2 separate regions of the Mus musculus genome follow, and region 2 is linked to region 1. A link is a contact called in public promoter capture Hi-C data. All regions are on one chromosome and are shown on one strand. The core of a region is the stretch at or near the end of the contact, and the rest is flanking DNA. Distances in the headings are between cores, read along the strand shown. Region 1 holds the start of Wdr17 (WD repeat domain 17). Region 2 holds the start of Sap30 (sin3 associated polypeptide).

Region 1 (3,404 bases), core at 754-3,253:
TATACAACCTCCTAGATGCCATTCTTTAAGAAAAAGCTCAATTTTACTAGCTTCAATTGGATTCTCTTGGCCAGGAGAGGTTAATGTTTGACCTAAATCCTGAATTCTGTATTCCCCACATCTAGTTTTTCTATATTTCTAGTTTTATTTTTCCTTTCACAGTCTCTAGATCCTTTCCTATCTGTGGACAGCCACATTCACCTTCCACAAAAAAAGCAAGCAGGACATGATCTATTAAATTCATGATGTGCTTTCCCAGTACAGATCATGCTGCATAGATTGCCCATATTCTTTTCTATCTTATAAAATCCCATTTGTTTCTATTTCCTGAATAAAGTTAAAGAAAAAAAATTCTCTAAAAGTCCCTCTTCTGAAATCAACCCATAGTATCTTACATAACTACATTTAGAGTTCAGTACATAAAGCTATATGCATTAACACATGGATTTTCAAGATATTCTATGCTGTTTAATTTCCATTCATTCGTTCACCAAACATTTATTGGAGACCTGCTACTGTTAGTCATTTCAACATGGGATAGGGCAAACAGTTGTAAGAAATCGTCTTAGCTTTTAACAAATTTATTTTCCATAAGGAGAGTTAGTTTTAAGTAAATTTTGATTTACAAATATAGCATAAGTGATTCTAAGGAAACAGAGCCTCTAGAGAATATGTTGGAAGAAAACAGTAGCAGTATGCATTGTGAAGGTGAATAGGAAATATTTCCAGAGATTTTCTCTTGTAAGGGTAGATGATTGTTCAGAACTTGGCCTATGATTGAAGCTCCAAATATCATAAATGAACTACACTTTGTGGGATGAATTTCTCTGAAAAAAAAATTCACGGTTATGTAGAAGAGTCTACAGACTAATTTTGTTTGTAGAGAGTTGGCCAAAAGTCCATCGCCAAAATTATTTGGGACTACCTTACTCCCTGTAATAGTTGTTTATTGTTCTGTATCTGATATAACATGCCTTTCACTATTATGGCAAAGCTTTTCAAATATATTAACTTGGCAGACTGTTCTACTAACCACAGGCTAAGGATTGTCCTTAGACAGCATCTAGCAGATTTCCCAGGTTTATGTATCTTGCTTACCTGATGTATTATGACAATAGTTTGTTAACTACTTCCACGGTGGAACACACTATTTGGGGCAACTTGTATCCATGTTCCTTGTATTGTATCATGGTCTCTCAGAACATTGATTCTGAACATCTGCTTACTCCCTTTGGAGTGCATACTGTGCTTTTAATGGTCAGTTTCAAGTATACGAAGGCCAATTTCCTCTAATGTATTGACTAAAGGACCAAATTAAAGAAGCTACTTCAGAAATATAAACCCTAATTACATGACACTAGCATATGCTTTCCACCAGTGTCCACGGGGCAAATATGTTTTGCTCATGTTATGGACAGTTTTATTAATTGCTTGCAGCTGGACTAATCAAAACAATTTCATTCACAGATGTGGTTCATGCGGCTACTTGAACCAATGAAATATTAAGACGTGCAGGACAGCGAGCACTCTAGACTCACATTCCAAGCAATGCTTCAAGACTAATGTAGAAACCAGGTGATTTATTTCTTGTACATTCGATTCATTTTTATATAAGGTACAGCTTCGATGTAGCAAATTAGGCAGTGACAACGCTAGTGGGACGTATTCCTTCTGCTCCACCTTTTAAAATAATGTACATGCTTAGCTTGAAGCTTTGACTCAAAGCTTAGGAATCACATCTTCTGCACAGCAGCCGCGTTGCTAGGTAACCAACTCTCCGGGCCCTGTTTCCAGGGGTCACCAGGGACTTCCGCCTCCCTGTCCCATGTGCTCCAATCAGATACTAGGGTGCTTGTCACGTGCAATTCTGGGGCGGGATCCAGAGTGCTGTCCTCCCCAACCTGCACTGTGAAGGGTGGGCGGAACCCGACTCTGGCTCAGGGATGTTCAGGGCCGCCCCGCCCCTGAGAGCTGAGTGGGCGGCGAGGAGGGCGTGGCGGGTGCGCGGGCCAGGGCGGTCCCTTTGGCCGGTCCTGCTTCAGCACCTGCGGTTGTCCAGAGCTGCAACTGCTGTCTCCTTCAGGTAAGGCTCAAGTGGGGTTGCAGTGTAGGAGACTTTGCTCAGCGCCCAATCAAAGAGGATGATATTTGAATGAGTTGGCTTCACGTTGGTGACCAGCACTCTAAGGTCGCAGACTAGGACTCTGAGCCTCCTACAGTGCTGTGCAAGCCATGATGCCTGAGGAGCTAATCCCAGGAGTTTTGCAGCCACACACCTGAGTATTATAAGGCATAGTTAGAACTCAACATGTATGAGGATTCCCCCTGCGTGGAAGCTGGGGCTGTTTCTAAACACATTTTTGCTGTTATTTCTAAGCTTTTAAGTATATGGGTGTCTATAACCTAGAATGTTATTCCACCAATGGGCAAGACGTATTTGCATAGATTACTTTGTCCCTTTGAAATGGCTGTACCAAGAAAGCTTTTAAAAAGAAATGTTATAAGGGCAATACTAACCTGAGAAAAGATTGTTGTATATTAAGGAGATCATAAAAATTCTTTCTTGTTCTCTTACCGATGTATCCACATTTGTATGCAAGTATTCATAGGAGCAAAGTCTATGTTATTAAAAATGAATTAGAATACACAAAATACACTAAAAAGTTAGATCATATATCAATCACATGTCATCATTTATTTTATATAAATGTCTTTAACATAGATTTGAAGATATATTTCTAACTTACTCAGAACAAACTATCCTCCAAAGAATACTAAGAAATACGCACCCATTGTTTAAGAAATATGAAGTATTCAATTTAATAATATGATATTATAATTGCCAAATTTATCACTATCATATCATTTCTAGGTTACAATGATCACAAAACTAGTTAGATGCAAGGGAATTTATGAGGATTTAAAAACTTGAACTAAAAAATGATGAAAATATTCTATACATTTGCTGGTTCCTGTGTTCTCTTATCATTATTTTGAACGGGGAGAACTTAACACTGCAACAGTAGTGACTGAAACCTGTAAGTATTCCTTTATTCTGCAAGGTGCTGCAGCAACCAGAATGTGCCATGCCATGGTTATAGTTTTATGTTGGAAGACAGAAATCTGAGGCTGTCTGACGAACTTCAGTAACTCTGAAAACTTGTCAATTCAAGAAAATTTGGGAAACTTGCTTTAGTGGATTATTTATGGGTTAATGTAACAAGTGGTAGTTTTAGCACATTAAGAGTTCTTGGAAACTTTTCTAAATTGAAATTAACTAATAATCTATTTCAAAAGATACCCATAAAAGGAAAGTTTCTTTTTTAAAGTGAGGTCTACAAATGTGTATATAAAGACTAGTTGGATTTTTTTTTAATTTATGTTGATCTGGTATCTCCTTGTGT
Region 2 (3,179 bases), core at 544-3,043, 2.8 Mb before region 1:
TGTTCTTGGTGATCATTCTATGGTACTGGCATCTCCAATATGTTAGGGGCCTTCAGCTGCAACTAAGTTTCACCTCTCATAGGCTCTCTTCATGGTGCCACGCCTCAAATCCTTTGCATAACCTCTTCAGTCCTAACCCATCAACAACTGAGGCTGCACTTTCACCAATGGTCTTCCCTGGCCTCTCACAGCTGCTCTTCATGACCCCTTCATACCTTCAAAACCACTACCACTTGGGTGACACTTATACATTACCAAGTACAGCTGCAGTACAGGGTACAAACTTGGGTATCTCGGAAACACAGCTTCTTTTGCCTTCAGAAAACAACTCCCAGACGATTTCACCTCTGTGGTATTGATCTCTTCGTAATCACTGCTAATTTCTTAGCTCCAGCTAGCCAGCATCAATTGTCCTAGTGGTGCCTTCTATTCTTGACTCTAAAGCCAGCCACATAGCCGGAGCACCTGAGTTCTGCTACTTGCTGAGGCTGGAATGTGGCCCCTTCTTATTCTATTACCAACTTTATGTTTTCCAACTCCTTCCCAGCCTAAGCTTAGCTGTCCTGGAACTTGCTCTGAATATTGACCTTGAACTCAGAGATATGTGTGGCTCTGTATCATTAATGCTGGCATTAAAGGCATGTTCTACCATGACTGGATTTAAACTTTTCTCTATTTGGAACTTGCTCTGTTCCAAGCTGGTCTTGAACAATGAAATCTGCTTGGCTTTGTCTCTTTGGATTAAAGGTGTGAAAGCTTGGGCCTAAGTTTTTCATGACCTCTGTGACGATTATATATATATATATATATAATCGTCACTGAATTGGTTGAATCTAAAACAGGCTTTCTCAAAACTCTTCCACTTGAAATAAATTATTTTTGCTTAAGCTTAAGTCTAATAATTATCAGAGGTTCAGGGTTGGCATGGCCACGCCCATTCTTCCACCCCGCCCACCACAGGCACAGGCAAAAATACACATTACGCGAGCACAAACACGTACCCAGGCGCGCACGCGCGCAACCCCCCCCCCCCCCACACACACACCCGCGGCACACACAAGCACACATGTACGCATGCATATGACTCAAGAAAAGAGGTTTCTCGATCCTCGTCCCCTACAGCCAGGGCTAAGTTTTGATGAGTAGTCTGCAGACGTGATACTAGTGTGCTTCCTTTAAATGGTCTTAAACCCTCTTAGATCCGTTTGAAAGGAATCCAAGTGGCAGTAGAGGCGACAAGCAGCCCGATGCCTGCCAACCCGTCGGCACACGAGTATGCCAAGGACCTGCCACGCTCTAGAAGTCAGCTGCGGTATGGAGATGGAGATGAAGGACTCTCCGCCTAAAGAGCGCTAGGTATCCCGAGTTTTCTTTCAATAAATACCAAACAGCCCGTAAACTTTTTCTCACTTAATTCTTACTACCCCCCCCCACCCCCCACCCCCCCACACACACACACCATTAATGCTTCTTCCCAGGAGTCAGCTGGCGGTCTGAACACTAACTTTGCGAAACAAGAGGAGCTAAAACCAGCCCTTGCTCGCAGGAGAGAATAGAGGCGAGAAAACACGGTAAAAGCCTGACCTCACAGTCAGACTTGCCCGGTGCTTGGAATGGAAAAAAAAAAAAACTAGGGGTGGCTCGCCACGCGACGCATGCTGGGATGAGTAGTTTGTCCCGCTGGTCCCGCACGTAATCAGAACAGAGCGCAAGTTAGCTCCTCGATCAAGAACTACCATTCCCGTGGGGCCGCGCGGCAGGTGTGGGGCGGGGCCAGAGGAGGGGCGTCTCCCTCGCGCAGGTTCTGGGGTTGAGAAGGAGGCGGAGGAGCTGCGGTCCAACTGCTGAAGTCTCCATGTGACAGTGAGTGGGGTCTCCTTTCTAGGCGCCACTTCACTCCTGATCACAGTCACAGGACCTGGTAGCTATTCCAGCACCGACAGACCGGCCGGCCCTGGACTCTGGGCGTCGGACCGTGCCGCCACCAGACTTGGGGTGCGGAGTGAACGGCCGCCCAGGGGAAGGAGGCGGAGCGGCGCGGCGAGCGGGGCTCTGTAGCGGCGCCGGCGCCCCCGAACTGGCAGACATGAACGGCTTCACTCCGGAGGAGATGAGCCGAGGCGGGGACGCGGCCGCCGCCGTGGCCGCGGTGGTCGCTGCTGCGGCTGCCGCCGCCTCGGCGGGGAATGGGAACGCAGCCGGCGGTGGGGCAGAGGTACCCGGTGCCGGTGCAGTGTCAGCTTCTGGGCCACCTGGAGCGGCCGGTCCCGGCCCTGGGCAACTCTGTTGTTTGCGGGAGGACGGTGAGCGGTGCGGGCGCGCGGCAGGCAACGCCAGCTTCAGCAAAAGGATCCAGAAGAGCATCTCTCAGAAGAAGGTGAAGATCGAGCTGGATAAGAGTGTAAGTGGCCCAGGGACCGCCCTGCCCTATCCTGCGTGCCTCGCCGGATGGTTGGCGGGGTTCACGAGTCTCGGGGATTGGGTTGCAGGTGGGATTAGTGGTTCTCTGATTGAAACAAAGTCCCTGCAACTCCGGCCACCTTCCCCAGCGCGCGCTCGCGCAGTGGTGCGGGGCTCCTCCGCCCCTCGCCCGGACTCCCGCTGCCTCGCGTGTCTCCCACGCCAGGCTTCCCTCTTCCTCCTTTGCTGCGATCTGGAAACGAAACAAAGGGGACCGCAGCACCGAGGGCCCGGAGTAGTTTTCTCGCAGCCGGGCAGTCCCTTCTGGAATGGAGGCGCCTTTGTTTTGCTGCCAGAGCCGGTGTCTGCCCTAGGGAGCAGCTTCGCTCCTCTAGGGAAAGTAGAGTCTGGCTGGACCCCACAATTCTCTCTCTCTCTCTTTTTTTCCTTTTTGTCTTTTCTTTTTTTCTTTCCTCCTCGTTGTTCTCTTTCTCTTGAACACAGACAAGCAAGCTGAGCTCACCAGTTGCCTTACAGGGAGATAGATGATTGTAAACGTTGTTTGCGGTGTCAGCTCTTCGGGCAGCTGCTCCGAACCAAGGCTGCAAATAAGCCTCTGCGGTTTTACAGCCCTCTCGGCAGCCATCGGGATTTCTTTTTCTGTCTTTATGCACGTCTGCTGTTTTGGCCAGCTATGAGGTTTCAGAGAATTCCATTGCTACTTTTCAGAGCTCTGACTGATGGCAAAGGAAGAACAAGATACAGAACCTCCAGACATC

What was found. Promoter capture Hi-C pulls out the DNA fragments that hold promoters and counts their contacts.
Region 2: a contact with region 1 is called in a promoter capture Hi-C map of hippocampal neurons, with 2.4 times the contacts expected there. The contact joins the promoter of Sap30 here to the promoter of Wdr17 in region 1. A contact is called at or near these places in 2 of 39 promoter capture datasets (cranial neural crest and hippocampal neurons).

What each region holds. Positions count from the first base shown.
Region 1 is chr8:54,722,967-54,726,370 of GRCm38.p6, reverse strand. It overlaps Wdr17 (WD repeat domain 17), which reads left to right and starts at 2,003. Exons shown (of 30, transcript NM_001372370.1): 1 at 2,003-2,083.
Region 2 is chr8:57,486,474-57,489,652 of GRCm38.p6, reverse strand. It overlaps Sap30 (sin3 associated polypeptide), which reads left to right and starts at 1,793. Exons shown (of 4, transcript NM_021788.2): 1 at 1,793-2,401. The coding sequence starts at 2,087. 2500002B13Rik (RIKEN cDNA 2500002B13 gene) reads right to left here and starts at 1,690. Exons shown (of 4, transcript NR_126553.1): 1 at 1,460-1,690.